Regions from separate parts of the Rattus norvegicus genome. Here region 2 is linked to region 1. The links are chromatin contacts, called in public Hi-C maps. All regions are on one chromosome and are shown on one strand. Each heading gives the region's core, a stretch centred on a gene start, on an enhancer-like site or on the middle of the called end of the contact. The rest is flanking DNA. Distances are from core to core; before and after follow the strand shown.

Region 1 (3,671 bases), core at 872-3,371:
TGTTTTTGGAATTTGGAGAGATTACACAGGCGGAAATGAATTTCTCATTTGTGTTCTGACTTGGCGTTGCCCAGTTTCGTTCTCATCTCTAGCCATCGTCTCGATTCCCTTCCTCCACATCGTTGGCAGCCTCGGGAAGGCACCGGTGATCCACTGGCCCTTCCCACCTTGCTCTTCCCCGCCGTCAACTCCGATCCCAGGAGTTCTCCCGACCCAACCCTAGAAACTGCAAGGGCCCAAATGCCCGCGGCTACCTTACTTGAGGCACTTGGTGGAAGCTCCCCTGACTGCCTTGTTCGCGGGTGATGCAAGAGCCTCCGCCTCCAGCCCGGCTTCCTAATTCAGCCCTAAATAAGAGCACATAGCCCAGTCCGTTGCTTTCCCCAGTGCCTGTAAATTTTCTTTTAGTGTGTCCAGGGTTGCAAAATCGGAAGACTCCAGAGCAACCTGCTCCTACGAAGAAACACCGGAGCTTTCCCCACCCCCAACCCCCCCATCCCTGTGTGGTTCTTCTCTAGTCTAAGGCTGAGGCGCCTGGCTGCCCGCTGAGGGCGTGGAGCAGGCAGACTTGTTACTGGTTTTGGACTCCCGGAGTAGCAGCAGCAGATTGGGCTGCATGGGTGGGATGCCGAGTGGTCGGTCAAGGCACAGTACTGGTTCACAGCCTTGGTCAAGACAGACCTGCATCCATGCCCTTGCCCTGTGCTCTCTTATAGCGATCGTCCCTCACCTCCAGCAAGGCTTTGTCCTGAGCCCCCCAGTTTCCCTGGGAACCAATAACTTCTTAACCAATAACTCGCTCAGGATTCACCTAAGAGCCAAGATTTAGCCTGGGGCTTTGCTGTGTCACCGTGACGTTAGGTCCGCTTATAAACATCAAAATGACCAAGATGGTCCAACGGTGGGACGACAGGCCACCTGACACTTGTTCCTCATGAAAAGGCCATGTCCCTCTTGCTGCCAGCCTGGATGCAGGTTGGGTAGCCCTTAAATCGAGTTTCTTTAATCCTCACGTGTGGGGACGATCCATTTCCAGACCAGCTACTCTCGGCCGCCGCTGTGAGAGAAGAGGTTGGGGGTGGGGACGCACATGGCACCATTGACTTCGAGACTTCGGTTAGGGTCACGAAGGCCTCAGGAGGGTCAGGGGATTTTTCAACCCCCTTCTGGCTTTCCTAGCTTGCCCTGAATTCCGCTGTTCCGCGGCCGCCAGCTTCAGCGGGCCGATGGGTAGACAGTTCCAGGCGGTACTCTGTGAGCCCAATAAATTTTGAGGATCCCAGTACAGCTCATGGCGCAACAGTCTTTATTTGGTAGCCCACCTCCTTTTCCTTGTTTATTCTTTTCGAGTTAACTTTCTCATTCCCCTATTTTATCTGCTTTATCGTGCACGCCCATCGCTCCCCGAAGCCTCCCTGGTCTCTCAACTGTCCTTCCCACCACCAGCTCTGCACTGGGGAAACAAACATATAGAACACAAAAACAACAACAACAAAACAAAACAACACACACACACACACACACACACACACACACACAAAACCAGGGAGAGCCTAAATGAGGACAGAAGGCGGCGGTGATGAAGAGTCCCGCTTGTGGCATAGCCGAGGAAGGGCAAGCATCTTTCTGATCTGGGTCCCCGGAGGCCAGGAATTCTTGGAAAGGACAGTACCCATCCTTGCACCAATCTAGTCCCTTTGGTTTGGGGCTGAGAAGCTCCGCAAACCAAGGGAGCAGGGGCGCCTCCTGAGGCTTCCAACTGGCGGCCGCGGCCAGGCTGGACACAGAGCAGCGTGCCCTGAGCGCCCCCTAAGTTCCGCTCTGCGAGGTGGCCGCCACGGGCGGACCGGGAGGGGCGGGTACATTCTGAGTGGAGGATGGGCGTGCATGCAGCTGCCCACAGGCCAAGTCACTAGGGTAAACACGCCGGGGTGGGCGGCGCACGCAAACTGCAGGACAGCCGGTGGGGCCACCCTCCCCACTACCTGTCGCAGCCTGCACGCGCCAGCGGCCTGGGGGCCGTGGGGGGTGGGACTTACCTTCCGGCTTGCCCGGGCCGGACTGAGCGGGGGGCGGAGCCCGCGGTGATTGGGCGCCGGAGCGGGGGCTCAGTAAGAGCAGAGTGGCTGGGGCAGGCTGCTTTCACTTCGCTCCCCGCAGGCACTGGGTCAACAGCTTGTTGGAGCTCTGCGGTCCTTGCCGCCGCCGCCGTTGTCGTTGCAGTCACCGGATTCCTGCAGCCGCTCCGCGAGCTGTGTTCCACTTGGATTCACACCACCTCCGCTGCCCCCGCCGCCACCGCCTCGGCGCCCTTCCCCTGGCCCTCGTCCACCCAATGTCTGACTCTGATTCTCGGACTGAGAAACGCAAGGTAAACACTCCTCGACTCCCGGGGCGCAGGCTGGGGATGGATAGAAGACAGGCGCCGCAGCCACCTCTGCGGCTTCATCTGTCTCTGGTGTCGCACGTGCGGGTGGAGGCGCTGGTTTGTCCCGCGTGGCGCGCGGCTGCAGGAGGCGAACGCTGGGAGTCGGGTCGAGGTCTCTGCGTGCCAAGGCACTTCTGGGGAAGGGTCGTGGGCACAGAAGCTGCGGGCTCTTAGCCGAAGACCGGGTTGGGCCGGGATGCTGCACGAGGGGCCGCTGAGGCATCTCTCGCGGGCCAGGAGGGCGCGTGGTCTCGGCTTGGAGCGGAGGTCCCGCTTCGTAGTGCCCGTAGTGCGTCCAGCCGGGAAGCGTCGCCGCGACCCAGACGGCCCGGGAGAAGTAGCCGCGCAGTAGCGGCGGGCGGGTAGACTTAACTCTTCGCTGGCGCGGGTTCATTGCGGAGGTTTGAGTATTAAAATCACACGCGCCCAGACTTTGCTTGTACTCACTCAAGCCAGTTTGGCCACAGTGGTCAATTTCGCCTTTCCGGATGTCGCGGGCGGCCCGGTTCTTTTTGCGAGCGTCCTGTGGATATTGAGGAGCGCCGTATCTACAGGAGACAAGAGACCCCGTAAGCCCCCTAGGATCACTTAGGCTACGCGTGTTCCGAGCTCCAGCCAGCTGACTGCCCTGTCTACTCCTTCTAGCCCGATCGCACCAAGACCCAGTCGCATAGGCTAGCGGACCCCTGAGCTCGCGAGCCTAATGCACCCGAGGCAGGCACTGCTTGTGCAAGGCTAACTGAACAGTGGGGGCGGAGGTCTGGATGTGCACGCCCGAGACCGGAGAGGGTCGTTCATATTTGGTGCATGTCGGTAGCACATGGGGGCACAGCAGGTGAAGTTGCTAAGAAGTTCGGCTAGGGACTGCGGGGGCCGTTAGGGCCTTTGCCCGGAGTGGCCTGGAGTGTGATCGTGGCCCCATGCGGATCTCCGAGGGGTGCGGGTCTCGCTTTGTCTCTAATGTCCCGATGCCTTGGCGGCGGGAATTCCCGCAAGGCGCGCGGCGTCCGGGCCGGGCCCTGGGGCGGGGCGGGGCGCAAAGCAAAGCAGCCCGGCCCCCTAAGTTCCAGCCGTAGCTGCGGCGGCCGGCACAGTCTGCGCGGCGCTGGGAGGCGAGTTTGTCAACAATCGCCTTGCCTTCGGCTGCCTGACCCGTAGGCGCCGCCCCCGCCGCCTCTGCCCATTGGTTACGGTGAGGAGCGACTGCGCGCGGGCCAATGGGGAGCACTAGCAGCCGGCGCCA
Region 2 (3,671 bases), core at 525-3,024, 42 kb after region 1:
GGCGATGAATGCAGACTTTGTACTTTCTGCGAGAAGCACATGGGCCACCGAAGTGTCTGCTGGCTGATGCTCTGGGTGGAGACTGGAAGGGCTATGTGGTTGGAATCTGTGATGGGAACAACACACAAGGTTTCCCCAGGGTGCAGGGTGTCTTAGCTCGTGGCAGAGTGGGCCTGCTGCTGAGTAAGGGGCATTCTTGTTATGGACCAAGGGAAACTGGAGATAGGAAACACAAACCTGTTCTGAGATGCACTGTGAATGCCAGTCAGAGTGAGCTCAGCATGGTTATTACTGTAAAAGGAAGGCTGGGGAGGAAGAGGAAGGGGAGGAGGAAGAGGAGGAAGGGGAGGAGGAAGAGGAAGGGGAGGAGGAGGAAGAGGAGGAAGGGGAGGAGGAAGAGGAAGGGGAGGAGGAGGAGGACAACAACAACAACAACAACAACAACTGGACTGACAGACACTGCTATGCCCAAAAGAGTTTGCAGAATCTAAGTTTTTCAGTCTCTCTAAGAAGATGATGTCTGCCAATGTGTTGTTAGAAAGCTTTAAACAAAGAAGGTCAGAAGCCCAAGACTGAAGCACCCAATGGATTCAGTCTCTTGTTACTTCACATGTCCTGCAACGCACACGCTGACATGTTGCTCTGAGGAAATAGCACACTGGGAAAAGTGACGGGGGAGGCTGCAGAGCATGCCAAAGCAATAAGGAATAAATACTGACATTGAAAAGGCAGAGTGGGGGTGGGGGAGGAAGATTGCTGTTTGAGTTACTGACTTGAGTTCCACACGCATGTGCGTGCCTACACGTACCCAAGTGAATTTCGACATGGGATTGGGACAGAATTTCCAACAATTGTAAAAAAAAAATGGCCCTGAATAAACTTCTGCCCTTTCGTACTATGTATTTATTCAAGGCAGCAGCCTCAGTGGAGCACTGATGATTATGAAATCAAAATATCAGGCAACTGAAAAATACCGAAGCTATCCTATAGCCTGCAGGATTGGACATTGAGCTGTGATTTAATTCCTTGTGCAAAATCAAATAAGCACATCTCTTAGGGTGCAAATTTGTTTTTAGTAACCAGGCAGTGGTGGCCCTCAGGAGGCAGAGGCAGGCTCTAAATTTGAACCCAAGCTGGTCAACAGAGCGAGTTTTAGGCTACACAGAGAAACCCTGTCTCAAAAAGTAAACAAAAAATGTATGTGTGTCAAAGGCTGTTTTACGTTTCTATGATTTATTGCCAGTACATGATTTGTGCATGTATATTATGTATTTGTACACCCTGGATTGTGTAAACATTTCTCCGACATCAAATGATCACAAATGGGAAGGATTTGAGAAACGTTGGCTAATTCAGTGCACTTAGATTTTCTCCCTTTAACACCTCCAAGTGTCTTGGCTTATTTGAAGGGTGGGATATGCATCATCTGGCATCCAGCCTTGTACAGCTCTCTTTATGTGCCTGGTACCCAGTGCCACTTCTGCCTTTGAAACTCTCCTCTGCCCATGTTGCAGCTGAGGACAGGCTCAGAGCCAACCCCATGCTCTTTCTGGGCACTTTGCATCTGGAACAAGTATAGTCTGGAGGACAGCACCCAAAAAGCTGCCAGAGGCCTGCTGCCCCCTCCTTGGCTATGATGCTCCTCTACCTAGCCATCAGCAACAGTTTCCTCTTGGTCTGTGGAGCAGGTGCCCGCCCCTCCTGCCAGTTCTCTTTGAGCTCAATTAGCTGAAGTTGGCCTCTGTTGTTGGCGACTGAACTGCTGACTCATTCCTACCTGTCAGGAGGACTGAATAAAAGTTGCACGAAGTTCTCTGCAAACAGTGTGAATTCAGAGGGTGTGGGACAACAAGCTGAGGGTTAAAATGTTCTCTGGGGCAAGACCAACCAGAACAGGGCTGTTAGGAGTCGCCAGGTATGACGAGAGTGTTTAATCTCTGGGCAACTTACACTTGGTCTTTTTCTCCTGCAAACTTTTCTGAAGCAAGCCTGACCTTATTCATATCGCAGAGGTGAAGCTGTTTCAACTGTCACAGGCCGCTGCTTTCCCACACGTTATCACTTCATTACAGGTGCTGCTGAAAGGGATCCTGGGAAGTAAGGTTTTGATAACTGCGTGGCTTCCCCTCCTTAAGGCAAGCATGGGGCGAATTAACTCTTTTAATAACCTCTTTCTTGGGTCTAAAGAGCAAATGTGGGCCAGTGTCCTCGGAAAGTCCACTAGAAAGCTGGAGAGATGGATGGCTCAGTAGATAAAGGTGCTTGATGCCAAGACTGATGACCTGAATTCAAGCCATGGTAGAAGGTGAGGACTCCACAAGTTGTCCTCTGACCTCCACATATACACCATGATATGCATGCAAGCAATCACACACACACACACACACACACACACACACACACACACACACACACTGCAATAATTTTAAAATACATTAGACTTCAATTTAAAAACTAGTTTAGATGGCCATTTTCCTAAAGAAAAATTATTTAAGTTTTAAGGTACTACTATGTGTCTAGCACAGAAGAGAATGAAAAGGGCTTAAAACTAGGACATGCCAGGGAGGGTAAGGAAGGATCACAAGAAAAGTCAGAGGTAAAATTTCCAGGCAGAAGGCTGCTTTGTGAGTGTGATTGGCTTGAGGCAATATGGGATGTCTCTCCTCTCCCCTCCTGGCATCCAGGGCCTGCTATAATGGCCCTATCATTTTAATAGGACACTCGTTACCTGGGAGACAAGCCTCGGAGCATCTTATTGTCACCTCAGAACAAACAATCTCGCATCTACCATCAGACGGGGAGACTGAGTTATACGGTCTAGGCCTGGTCACAGAGGTCCCTGAACTGGTCAGTGACAGAGCCAGGATGCACTGAGGCATGTGGCTCTGCCTGAGCATGCGTGTATGATCACTTCTCTATCTTTTCTGGCCCAACAGAGCTGAAACAGGAGGATGAGGCAGCCAGGGTCTGCTTCCAACCCAGCTCCTGAAGAAAGCCTTCAGCAGAGGAGTTCCAGCCATTATGGGAACCCATGAGTCTGTAGCTTGGTCCAAACTCATCTTGAGGGAGTCGGTATGTGGGTGCTTCAGCTATACCTAAGTGCTCACCTGCGGACTTCCTGTTCGATCCTTTACTTCCTGTCTACTCTCACATTTCCTGTGTAGTTCTGTACTTTCTGATACTGCACTTCCCACAGTTTTTTGACCTAATCTGAAGTCCTACTGACATCAGCTGTTCCCAGTAATTCTGCCTGTAGGAAGGTGTGATCAGCTGATTCAACACAGACTTTCCACCATTGAGAATAACTTCCCAGATAACTTGTTCATATTTAAAGTCATTTCAAGGGGGCATCAGAGTGTCATGATAATGAAGAAATAGGTTCAGAAGAACCAAGGTCATAGTCCTCCCAGGAAAGATGGGGAAAGTCTTATTTTTACCTCAATGGAAACCAAACCTGTCTACCCCTTTTGTGTCTGTTCTTCTAAATGCTTTTGCTTTAAACCTAGAACAGAGAATTATTTTGAGCCCAGAGATTCCCCAGGATTCACCTGCCACACAGGCTTGGAGCACTGAGACCACACCCCTGACTGACAGAGTTGTTCCTTTTTCGCTTGTCTTACCCGACCCTGGATTCTGAAGAAGAGTGAGAATCGGGCATTGTGGGAGGCTAA

The links. Hi-C and Micro-C count contacts between places; a contact is called where the count stands out from the background.
Region 2: a Hi-C map of liver shows a contact between it and region 1, with 3 times the contacts expected there. The contact joins the enhancer-like site here to the promoter of Bcl2l11 in region 1. A contact is called at or near these places in 6 of 12 Hi-C or Micro-C datasets (hepatocytes, kidney, liver and 1 more).

What each region holds. Positions count from the first base shown.
Region 1 is chr3:135,817,921-135,821,591 of GRCr8, forward strand. Bcl2l11 (Bcl2-like 11) reads left to right here and starts at 2,122. Exons shown (of 4, transcript NM_171988.3): 1 at 2,122-2,371. Acoxl (acyl-CoA oxidase-like) reads left to right here. Exons shown (of 19, transcript NM_001415677.1): 19 at 1-2,371.
Region 2 is chr3:135,860,172-135,863,842 of GRCr8, forward strand. No RefSeq gene overlaps it. Among named protein-coding and RNA genes, the nearest start is that of Bcl2l11, 42 kb to the left of the region's middle. Within about 2 kb of position 1,775, at least 9 of the 93 cell types and tissues checked have an H3K27ac peak or open chromatin away from gene starts, as enhancers often do. A contact at or near this core is called in hepatocytes and liver, where this site is marked.